Regions from separate parts of the Bos taurus genome. Here region 2 is linked to region 1. Evidence: chromatin contacts called from public Hi-C data. All regions are on one chromosome and are shown on one strand. Each heading gives the region's core, a stretch centred on a gene start, on an enhancer-like site or on the middle of the called end of the contact. The rest is flanking DNA. Distances are from core to core; before and after follow the strand shown. Region 1 overlaps ATXN7L1 (ataxin 7 like 1). Region 2 has its middle 23 kb from the start of MIR2284B.

Region 1 (6,095 bases), core at 2,227-4,726:
CAGTACTGATAGCTCCCACAGGACGTAGGGAGTCATCTCAGGATTTGGCCGAGGCTGGAGAATTCTAGAGACTCATAGGACTGCAGGCCCTCCAACCTGACTCCTCTGACCACCCCAGATCCCCAGCCTGATTCTTGCAGTGGCCCTGCCCTGCTCAGAACTCTTCAATGGCTCTCGGGTGTTTGACTGCAGAAGTTTAACCCCTTTGGAGGCAGATGTATGATCTGGCATTTCTCCACTTGTCTAACTGCCAGTGTTTTACCCCTTCGTTTCATACTCCAGGTGTCTCGATCTCACTGAAGCTCCTCAGCATGCCTCGTGTGTTGGCGTGCGCTGTTTCGCCTAACGGCAGCAGCCTCCTTGCCTGTCCCTTTTTGTCGTTGTTCAGTTGCTAAGTCGTGTCGGACTCTTTGGAACCCCAGGGACTGCAGCACACCAGGCTTCCCTGTCCTTCACCATCTCCCAGAGTTTGCTCAAACTCATGTCTATTAAGTCTGTGATACCTGTCCCTGCACATGCTTAAAATCTCTGCACGAGTATTGCTTCCTCCATGAAGCCTTCCCGGACTTTTTATACAGATTGAGGTGCTCCTTCTTCTAAGCTCTCATTAACACTCAGTTTGCCAGTATAAGAGCTACCATCATACATGGTACTTACTTGCATCTTTAGCCTCCTTTGCCCCCTGCTGCATCCCCATTTTTTAGCCTGGAATCTGGCGTCCAGCAGATGTTTCATAAGCAAATATATGATGAATGAGTGAGCGAATGAAGGAGTCTGTGAAACTAGAACCGCTCCTTTGCCTTCTTTTTCCTCACAGAGATTTTTCTGATGCTAAAGGAAACAGCAGGTATAAATAATGATCTTTTGAGTTATTGAAGAGAAATCAGGGTGCCATGTGCCACTGTGGAATTCTTTTTCCCTGTTACAATTATTAGAGTTAGGAATGGAGAACTAGGTCCTAAGTGATTAAAAAGGAAAAACCTTCTGTGCTCTGGCAGGAAGGGAAAGGTACTTTCTTTTAAGTTAGAGGCAATAATTACAGTCATACCAACAACACAGCCCCTGCATGTCATGTCCCAGGATGTTATAAAGAACGCCCTGATCAGAAGGGAAGTGAAGAGGTGGCATGGTGTTCCACAGAAGTCCCTTCCTGGCCTCCTGCTTACAGATTCAGCCCCTCGCACAAGACATGGGTTGGGGGGACATTTGGAGGCCAGTTTTTGCCCCGGGTGGTGCAGGTGTGGGTGTCAAGCAAGAAGGAGTGAGGCAGAGGATGAGGGGCAGAAAGCAGGTGGCCTGAAGGAGTAGATGCAGGTTACTGTGATGAGCCACAGAAGAAAGAGGAGAAAGAGAAAGGGCAGGTGGGCACGAGGATGGAAGGAGGGGCAGGTTAGAAGACGCAGGTGTCCAGAGGGCATAATATCTCTGCCAGGACAGGGAGGCATCTGAAAATTAACTGTCTAAGTGCTGCCTGTTCCCTCAGTTTCAGAAGAACAATGGACAGCTCCTTGGGTGTAAACTCAACTTATCTTGTCGAGTTACAAAATTAGGGGCTAGATTGGATTTCCCTGGCAATCCAGTGGTTAAGACTTGGTGCTTTCACTGCAGGGGATGAGGGTTCGATCCTTAGGGAACTAAGATCCTGCATGCCATGCAGTGTGGCCAAAAATAAACGAATAAATGTTAATAGGGATTAGAATCTAAGGAGGAAAATACACTCTAGGACAACTGGGGAGGGAAAAGAAATGATATGTTGCGGGGCGGGGGGCGGGGGAGAGTCTGAGCCAAGAAGGTTAGTAACCATGGTCCTTCGTATCTACAGAGGACATTGTCGGTTTTAGATGCCTTCATAGGCATTCCTGCCTTTGTGCTACTCCTTTTTGAGCCTCAAGGCTGCTCTGTGATGAGATGAGGAAACAGAAGTCCGAGGTGATGAAGAGTTGGGCCTGAGATGACACACACAGAGCTGGACAGGGGTGGAGCTGGAGCTATGGTAAAGAGCCCTGCCTTTAGAGCACCCTGAAGTCCAGCCCCCGTGCCACCCTTCACGTTGCTGAATTAGTGTCCTGGGCCAACCTTTCTAAGCCTTAGGTTCCTCATCTATAAATTGTGGGTGAGGAGGAAACATGACCTCCGGTGTGTGGGCTACCACCTAGCACCTAGCAGTGCTCAGTGTGTGCATGGCAGGGTGAGTGAGGTGCTGTGTGTAAGGGATGGGGGGAGGTCAGCACCCGTCCCCCCACCTTTGTCATCTCAGTGGCTCCTCTACCAAGAATAGAAACAGCTGGAGGCTAGTCCTTTCCTGAAGCATTTGTACTGGTGTAGAGCTGGCCCACTTCGTGTTGTGTTATATGATTTAACCTTCATTGCAAAGATTGGCTCATTCCTCAGACGCTGATTGGGCCAAGTGCTAATAGTATATATATCTTTGGGATAACTCTGGAGTGATGGATACATTTGGTCCAAGTCCCTGTCCTCAGGTAGCTCATAATCTGGCCAGGTCCCAGGGTCATAGAACTAAAACCTTGCTCTTTGATGTTATAAGTGTGGCAGAAACACCAAGGAAGGCAGAGCCAGCACTGAGAGAGGAGAGGACCCGTCAACCGGATGGAGGCAGATGGGGGCGTGTTCACCCGGAGGAGAAAGGAGGGCACAGCAGCAGAAGGAACCGCCCACCCACCGCAAGGCCCAGAGCCAGGCAGACACGCACAGTGTTCAAGGAGCTAGAGCTCCTGGAGGCTGTGGGAGAAGGTGCCAAGGGCGGGAGCCGTGTGGGGCCAGCTGTGAGGGTGGAGTTGGTCCGCTGGGCAATGGGAAGCCCGCAAAGCCCTCTAAGCAGCAGGATAGCAGGGTTGGATTTGCATTGGTGGAGACGACTTGAGCACAGGAAGAGGCTAGATGGAAGATCTGATGATAGGATTTTGATCCAGGTTCTGGCAAGCAGTGAGGACAGTGATGACATTGAAGTAATGCAGAAAGGAGATGTTGATAGCTTAGAATTTTTTAAAAACACAAACTGTATTTAATTGGGGGCAAAGCATCTCCCGAGTTTGCTATAGATCAGTGTGAAGACTCAACTCTTGAAAGTTTAAACAAAACGTGCCTGGCGTTCTGGATGGAGGTGGTTTGGTGTCGGACTGCCTGGCCAGTGCTGGATTCCAACACAGAGAAGGAGGAATAGGGAAGATGCTTCCTGGGGAAGTGCCACTGTGAAGGAAGCTGGGAGCAGAGGCTGGAGCGCTGACAGTAGCCAGGGATGCTATGCTCAGAAAAAGCTTCCTGAAAGCAAAGGCTGGGGTCCTGCGCCCTGGTCCCTGCTCCCCTCCTTCCCTGGCAAGGGCACGGAAGATGTTCTTTGAAAGTCTTGTCTCTCCGAGGCAGTGTTGGCCGCAGGGCTTGAGCCAGGCCGTGACCGTGGTGGTGTGCTGTCTGTGGAAGGCCTGGTAGGGGCAGGCTGGACGGCTTTTAGCTCCAGCAGCGGGAGCTGGTGACCTCTGGCGGCTGCAGGTGGAAGCGCGCCCACTGGCCCCTCCTGAGCAAAGCCTGGCTACTCTGGAGGCTCCATTCCGCCCTGCAGTAGTGCTCCCTCCAGAATCCGCTTGATTCCTGATCTCTTCCATCTCAAATCCTGCCCTCAAAGGCCCTCAAAGGTCCATGCCTTGCTGTGAGTTTCACTAGGTACTCATTTTCATTGTGAGGCTTCTCATTCTCATATATAGCCGGAAAGCACTGAGCAGGGATGGTTGTTTGATCTGGGAGTGTCTTAAATTTCTCTGGGACTTATCACCCGAGGCAGCACCCCTGCAGGCAGACCGGTCTCCAGTGCACTCCTGAGACAGCCTGTCCAGCTTTATGTACCCTACCACGCCAGGACTCTGTTTTCCCCCGTTATCTTCCTTTCTCCTCTGGTTGCTGATTTTTCCCATGGTCTTGGAGCATCACGACTCCCCAGGAATGTCGGCACATTAAGTGCCTGTGATCTCTCATTGGGTCCGGAGGCTACCTCCTGAGCTCCTTGCCTTGGGAACCCTGGCTTAACAGAGTGCCAGAGACACTAACAGAGGCTGATGCTGGAACTTTTTGCTTCTAGGGAATCTGGAGCAGCCTAGAAGGGGGCACATGCAATTCTTCTGGAGGAAGAAATCTTAGGGCCATCACAGAAATCCCCATTGCCTCACACACTTCAGGGTTGCAGAAGACAACATGTTCATATGAGAGGAGACTGGAGTTCCTCTCCCTCTTGTAGAATATGTATCCATGTGGGAACTTTTACCACTAGTCCAGGCTTGGGCAGTGCCTAGGAGACTGGAATGGAGAAAGCAGGTGGGGTTGCAAAGCAGGACCGAGGGCTTCTGGAAAGGGATCAAGTCTGCAAAGGCTTCTTACTCTGTCTTTTCCCTTTGCCACCCCCAGGAAGTGGTCCTCTACTCTGGGTGAATATGGAGGGCCAGTTGCTCCCACTCACCTTCTTTTCCTGCCTTCTCCTCATCATCCACCCGCTCCCTCCATTGTGGGACCAGAAGACTCAAGAGGATAAAAAGTTCTGACGGTGACAATGACTTGCACACAGACATATACCCCAGAAGCATCAGGGTCCGTGGGGGTGGTGTCTCTCCTTCTTGTTTTAGCTACAGTTTATTGAGGGTCAACTATGTGCCCAGGGACTAAGCTAAGCATTTTATACATATTATCTCAGTTAATCACTTCAGATATCTATCATGACCTTCATTTTACTGATAAGGAAACTGAGGCCTGAATAGTGAAGTTTTGAGATGAACCAGGCAAGGCAGCCTCATATGCCTGACTGGGCATTGCCCTCGAGGATGTCCCAATGAGGAGGCAAGGAGGCGCAAAAGCCAGCTTTCCAGGCCGGCTACCCTTCTTCTAATGCCCACAGAATTCAGATGGCTTTCCCACCAGAATGCATCTAGCAATAGAAAAGGCAGGATTCAGATCTAGGATTGTCTGATTTCAAAGCCTATGTTCCTAACTATTATTCTAAACTCTTTTGCAACATCCTCCACATTCTGTGACTGTATTAGAATGGTGATAAGGCACAGACGCCCAGTTCAGCCCTACTTGTCCTCCCTGATTTGATCTCACTTGTCTCTGGCTACATTTACAATTTGTCAAAGTCAGCTTGTTCATTTCTCCCCACCTCCTAAGGGAAAATCCCACATCATTCTTCCCAACGACTAATCTGCTCTGCCCTCAACTGATGGACAAGGTCTCGGCCCATCACCCAAGTCACTGATGAAGATGTTCTAATCTTCTTGGCCAGCAATGGGTGCCTCTGAGTTCCACTAGGTACTGCTTTGGGCCGGCACAAAATCTTACTAACCAATCTTTTTTCACCTCGGCTGCTAGGGTCCCTCATCCTCAACAGCTGTGTGGTCTGACTACATTTTTCCAGCTTACGGAGGGTGTGTTATGTGGGAGGGCCTCCGAAACTGCAGAGGCCAGGAGAGATTACGCCTGGTGCTTCCTCTCTGTCCGCCAGGCCTTGACACTCAGCCACAAAATAATATTAGATTAATCTGGTAGATTTCCTTATATCCTGTGCTCAGTGGTTGACTACCCTGTTTTCTTTTTTGCTTAAGGTATTTCAAATTGGCTTTCTGAAAGTTTTCCCAGTCTTTTTCCAGATTGAAAAAAAATACTATGTATTCATGCACCAGGGTTTATGTAGCTCCTCCTGTGTCTGTTATACCAAGGCAAGACTTTATAGCTCTGTTATGTAGGCTGATTCTTAGTGATTGCCTGACTTTCAGACTTCAAGAATGTCCCACCTATTTCTTCAATTTAAAAAATCTAAATATGACATCATGTCCTGATAGCAACCCCCAAAATGTATCCAAGAGAACCAAATAGAATTCCTTTTCTGCAGACCTTTTGAAATAGGGTCAGTTCCTCTTGACTTGGGATGACTTACCTACTGTCCCTGCTTGGAAGACAAGAGGCTGGGTGAGATGACCCTTTCAAGGATTGGCCAGTAAATCAGAGATCCTCAGAATTCTGCCAGGCCAGAAGCACAGGTTCATGGGTCTTTGTTGAAGGACTTGGTGGGGAGAAATAGACAGCTGAGAGCTCTCATC
Region 2 (6,095 bases), core at 2,357-4,856, 380 kb before region 1:
CCAGTGCTCTTGCCTGGAGAATCCCAGGGACAGGGGAGCCTGGTGGGCTGCCGTCTATGGGGTCGCACAGAGTTGGACACAACTGATATGACTTAGCAGCAGCAGCAGCAGCAGTGTGCTGCAAAACTTATGACCAGTGTTTTTGGATAGAATAGGATAGGGTAGGATAGGATAGCATAAGAGAGAATAAAATATCAGAATTCATCATACATAGTAAAGTTTGATAATGGAACATTTTACAGCTGTGAGTATATTCATGCGCATATTTTATATATGTATATGTGTACTGGATTGTAATGCTAGAGATGTTTTTTATAGTGGATCTTGGTTAAAAAGTTGAGAGCTTGCCTTGATGAGTATTGGGGAAAAGAGGGGTTGAATTTCCAGTCCTCCTAGATCACCCTCAGGATCTGGAATTTCTCTCCCCACCCCTGTGCCCCTGGGGTTTCCTTTGCCGATTCACCCTGAGAACCACGGGTCACATGTCCTCACAGTGATGCACTGGCAGATGGGGTACTGAGATGAGGAAGGCACAGGCCTCACCTCACTGTCATTTTCAGAGCCCACCACACCTGCACCTTGAAAACAGTGGCTGGTGTGTAAGAGAAGCTTGGCAAATGTGTGTTGCCTGAATGAGTGACCAAATCTGGACAGCAGGGTTGCAGGTCCGAGTGCTCTGAGATGTGAGAAAGCGCAGCGCAATTGGGGAACTGAAAGAAACTCAGTGAAAGTGACCTCAATGGCTGTTCTGCCAGCTACCCCTCCCGCCTGAGCTTACAAAGACTGCTCATCAGGGCATAGAAGGTTTGGGGGCAGACCACTCCTCCCCCACTTTTTCAGTTGTTGTTCAGTCGCTCAGTTGTGTCTGACTCTTTATGACCCCATGGACTGCAGCATGCCAGGCTTCCCTGTCCCTCACCATCTCTTGGAGCTTGCTCAAACTCATGTCCATTGAGTTGGTGATACCATCCAACCATCTCATCCCCTGTTGTCCCCTTCTCCCCCTGCCTGCAGTCTTTCCCAGCATCAGGGTCTTTTCAAATGAGTCAGCTCTTCGCATCAGGTGGCCAAAGTATTGGAGCTTCAGCTTCAGTATCAGTCCTTCCAGTGAATATTCAAGATTGATTTCCTTTAGGATTGACTAGTTTGATCTCCTTGCAGTCCAAGGAACTCTCAAGAGTCTTCTCCAACACCACAGTTCAAAAGCATCAATTCTTCGGCAGTCAGGATTCTTTTATGGTCCAACTCTCACATCCATACATGACTACTGGAAAAATCATAGCTTTAACTATACGGACCTTTGTTGGCAAAGCAATGTCTTTGCTTTTTAATAGGCTGTCTAGGTTTGTCATAGCTTTTCTTCCAAGGAGCTTATAATTTCATGGCTGCAGTCACCATCTGCAGTGATTTTGGAGCCCAAGAAAATAAAGTCTGTCACTGTTTTCATTGTTTCCCCATGTATTTGCCATGAAGTAATGGGACTGGAGGCCATGATCTTAGTTTTTTGTATGGTGAGCTTTAAGCCAGATTTTTCACTCTCCTCTTTCACCTTCCTTAAGAGGCCCTGTCGTTCCTCTTTACTTTCTGCCCTAAGGGTGGTATCATCTGCATATCTGAGGTTATTGATATTTCTCCTGGCAATCTTGATTCCAGTTTGTGCTTCATCTAGCCTGCCATTTCATATGATGTACACTGGATATAAGTTAAATAAGCAGGGTGAAAATATAGAGCCCTGATGTACTCCTTTCCCAATTTGAACCAGTCATTGTTCTATGTCCAGTTCTACCTGTTGCTTCTTGATCTTCATACAGGTTTCTCAGGAGGCAGGTAAGGTGGTCTGGTATTCCCATCTCTTTAAGGATATTCCACAGTTTGTTGTGATCCATGCAGTCAAAGGCTTTAGCATAGTCAATGAATCAGAAGTAGATGTTTTTCTGGAATTCTCTTGGTTTTTCTATGACTCAACAGATGTTGGCAATTTGATCTCTAGTTCATCTGCCTTTTCTAAATCCAGCTTAAACATCTGAAATTTTTGGTTCACATACTGTTGAAGCCTAGCTTGGAGAATTTTGAGCATTGTTTTGCTAGCATGTCAAATGAGTGCAATTGTACGGTAGTTTGATTATTCTTAGGCATTGCCCTTCTTTGGGATTTGAATGGAAACTGACCTTTTCCAGTCCTGTGGCCACTGCTGAGTTTTCCAAATTTGCTGGCATATTGAGTGCAGCACTTTAACAGCATCATCTTTTAGGATTTGAAATAACTTATCTCCCCAAGGCCATGAGCTCACCTGAAGACAGGGCCATCTACCTTACTCAGTAAGAAATGCTAGTTATCTCAAAGACTTCAGAAAAATCCCAGCAACCCTGTAGAATTGTCTTTATGACTGAGAGTCATAAAGCAGGCAGTGATAGGCTGGGTGTTGAGGTCAAGCAAGGCTGGGCTTGTCAGAGAGACAGATGAAGAGGACTGTCCCAGGAGCATCACCATAAGCAGCCACAGCTCCTTCCCTTGTGCAGTCACCACTCAAAGAAATTCCTCCCATGGCTCCTTGGAGACTCCTGCCCTTTGGCTTTGTGCCTCCAGGCTTGTGGTGGCATTAAAAGTGCTGCTCCTTGTCACTAGGCTCTTGTGGTTCTAAGTGTGGTGGAGGCAGCTCTGAGGAGTGACTAGATCCCTCATCCTGGGGTCCTGCCACGTGGGTCCTATCTGAATTCCTGCCCTCAGAAACTGGATTTGACGAAATCCCATAACATGAGTTAAGGAAAACTGGGGAGAGGGACGGAGAAGGCAATGGCACCCCACTCCAGTACTCTTGCCTGGAAAATCCCATGGATGGAGGAGCCTGGTAGGCTGCAGTCCATGGGGTCGCTAAGAGTCGGACACGACTGAGTGACTTCACTTTCACTTTTCACTTTCATGCACTGGAGAAGGAAATGGCAACCCACTCCAGTGTTCTTGCCTGGAGAATCCCAGGGACAGGGGAGCCTGGTGGGCTGCCGTCTATGGGGTCGCACAGAGTCGGACGCTACTGAGGTGACTTAGCAGCAGCAGCAGGGGAGAGGGAAAGCTCAAGAGGCCATAGGAGAGCCCCAAGACAGAGGCAGACATTGTCACGTTCCCCCATCCTGTTATCATTCCTGGTACCAGGGTGAATGGGCCCACAGGGTTCACCAAGTCGCTGAAGGAACACGCATGCTCCTGGGCCCCAGGCAGAGGAGATGTGCAGGCATTACCTGGGGTGTTGTGATGCCTCCTGCGTTGGGGGGTGGTAGAGAGGAACCCTCAGTCTGCATGAACATGAGCTTGGATGTAGCCCCTCCTGCTGGGAGAGGAGGCTTGGTACCAGCTAGCTGACCAACCCCGAAATGCAGGGAGAGCTTCCAGGGACTCATTCCAGGGCTCCCACCCTTTGCACTGTGACCTTCGGGCAGCTGCACACTCATCAGCATTCATGTCTGCCTCTGGCACAGCCCACTGAACACCAGCCAGCTGGCTGAGACCCTTCGTGTGCAAAGAGAGTCTGTGTTGTTCAAGATTTCGGATAGTCTTGCGTGTGTACTGATGACCTCAGCTGTGACTGCCACTCACACCAAGAGCTGAGACTCTGTGACTGGACTCACACCAATCTCTGCAATGTGAACTTGGAGTGGACCCAGAGAAGGCAGAGCAGGAGACAGAGCAGGCTTTCCCTTGCTGCTTTCACAGTCAGAGATTTGGTTGTGACATTTCAATCTGTGTTGTTCTATCATTTTATTTTCTTGAGGTGAAACAAACATCTGGTGCACAGATCTTCATACATTTTAAATGTCTCTCCCAGCCTCTGCACTGTTGTAACGCCGCCCCTTTCCTTCCCGCATGTTCATTTGAATATGAACTTAATGGACGCTAAATAAGTCAGCAGAGTTGCTGTTTTTCATGCGGTTGAGCAGATGTGTTTCTGAGGAAATGTGCTTGTATGGGCAGCCTCACCCTCTCCACCCAGACAGACCACAGGCGCAGCCAGCCTCTGGCACCCAGGAGAGTGCTCCAGCCACCTATCTGGGGGAATTGAAAGTGTAAATGGCACCCAGCCCCCTCTGTAAAGTTTCCTCCTCCCCCCATACCCTCCCTTCCTCTGTATGCTAAGGACCGGTGGGGTTCTTCAGTAAGGAAGGGACGGCACGGCCCCTGTCCTCGAGTGGTACCAACCAGTCCAGTGCTGAAAAAAATCATCTGTGCTCCGCAGACTTGATGGATTAAAAGCAGGGATCTATCTTTCAAGTTCCACCCTAAGTTCCAGCACTTTAGGAGATTCCCGGAAAAGCAGGACAGGCCAGGGAATGCTCTGGGTTGACTCATCCTCGGGTTGAAAAATTCTTGCCTAAAGTCTGACATTCCCAGCCTAGGACTTGAGAAGACTCGTGGAGGTTCTTGAGGGCAGCTAAAAGCTGGAGCAATCACCTGGGCTGGCTTTGTCCCCTCTCCCCCACAAAGGACTGTTGCTGAAGCTGTGTTGTGATGGACCCTGGTGTGTGTGTGTGTGTGTGTGTGTGTGTCTGTTGCTCCGTTGTGTCTGACTCTTTGAAACCCCATGGACTATAGCCTTCCAGGCTCCTCTTTGTTCATGGGATTTTTTCAGGCAACAATGTTGGAGTGGGTTGCCGTTTTCCTCCCCCAGGGAATCTTCCCGACCCAGGGATAGAACCCGCATCTCCTTCATCTCCTGAATTGCAGGCAGATTCTTTACCTGCTGAGCAGTCAGGGAAGCCACATGCAACCTGGGCTCAGGCACAAAGCAGCCTCAAGCTGGGCATGGGCTTTCAGGATGTCTGTCTTCCCGGTCAGGCAAGGGTTCCCAGTCTTAGGTGCAGCTTGATGTGGGAGAGAGACAGAGGTCCCAGATAGTGAGCCTGGCCCTGCTTGCTCCTATTAACTCAGTCACCTAGCCCTCTCTGGACTTTCCTCTCTTCATCTACTTGGCAAAGGGGTTGAAGCAGATGACCTCAAAGCTATTCACAGATTTAAAACTCCACAGGGAATTTTCTCTCCTCTAAACTCTGCCCACCCCACAGAATTGTTCTGTGACTGGCCCGAGGCGCATCAAAGCCCTGCAAACTGCAAAGCGCTGGGCACACCAGCCTTTCTAGGGACGATGATTCTGGGAGCCCTGTTTGGTCCAGAAATCCTCCCAGATACTGTTCTTAATGGATTTGCCAGACTCTTAGATCAGCGATTTAACAAAAGCCTGGCTGAGCCCGGATTAGGTTTCTGGGAGCCAGGACCTGGGGGGCCTGTCCGGTTGAGCCACTTTCTCAGAGCCACGTGACTGTCACAGACCAGGAGGCAGGCGGGGTGGGGGTCCCTCCCCCATGTCTGTCCCCTGCTCTGAAGTCCTGTGCACAGTGAAATCGAGCAGCAGTGCACCTAAAAAGAACGCCCGATTGAAGAGTGGTGGGTCACTCACACCCACCGGTGGTCAACACACTTCCCACACAGTGAGGGGCCCCAGTCCAGACTTGCAGGTTCCAAGTTGGCTGTCACCTTGGCCATCTTCTCTGGAGCCCATGACATTGCCCCCAGGGAGGCAGGAGGAACAGAGCTGTGAGGAGAACCCTGTAGCGGCTGCTATGATGTATGACGTTTCTGCCACCTTTACCTAGAAGGGCTTCAAAGTGCAGGCAGCCCCAGAAGAAGAGGAACTTCCCCAGGGGAAGTTCTGGTGTCTCCTTGGAAAATCCCACTGAGCTGGAAAAAAACACACACACACACACAAAAAAACGGGTGTTTACTGCTTACATGTACAAGATCTTGTTTAACTTGCACACTTCTCCATGGGGCAGACTTACAGCATCATCATCCCCATCTTACAGGGTAGGAAACAGAGCACAAAAATGTTAAATGACTTACTCAAGGTCACAAATGTTTGACCCCAAGTATATCCAATATCAGAGTGCATGCCTTTAACCACTAAGCCACATCTCCTCCAGAGTGGGAATAAGTCACCTTGATTTGTCCATGTAGACCAGAGGCCACTTTTGACTTGAGATACTGTTTGGCAGCCAAGGTGAAAAGAGTCCTTGTTTGGTGAATTAAATACACAATGAACAAAGACC

Evidence for each region. A called contact is a pair of places that touch in the nucleus more often than the background predicts.
Region 2: a contact with region 1 is called in a Hi-C map of skeletal muscle, with 12 times the contacts expected there. The contact joins two enhancer-like sites. A contact is called at or near these places in 5 of 11 Hi-C or Micro-C datasets (blastocyst, blood, skeletal muscle and 2 more).

Annotation. Positions count from the first base shown.
Region 1 is chr4:46,734,627-46,740,721 of ARS-UCD2.0, reverse strand. All of the region lies in intron 5 of ATXN7L1 (ataxin 7 like 1), which reads left to right. Among named protein-coding and RNA genes, the nearest start is that of TRNAR-UCU, 13 kb to the right of the region's middle. Within about 2 kb of position 3,476, at least 13 of the 102 cell types and tissues checked have an H3K27ac peak or open chromatin away from gene starts, as enhancers often do.
Region 2 is chr4:47,113,827-47,119,921 of ARS-UCD2.0, reverse strand. No RefSeq gene overlaps it. Among named protein-coding and RNA genes, the nearest start is that of MIR2284B, 23 kb to the right of the region's middle. Within about 2 kb of position 3,606, at least 30 of the 102 cell types and tissues checked have an H3K27ac peak or open chromatin away from gene starts, as enhancers often do.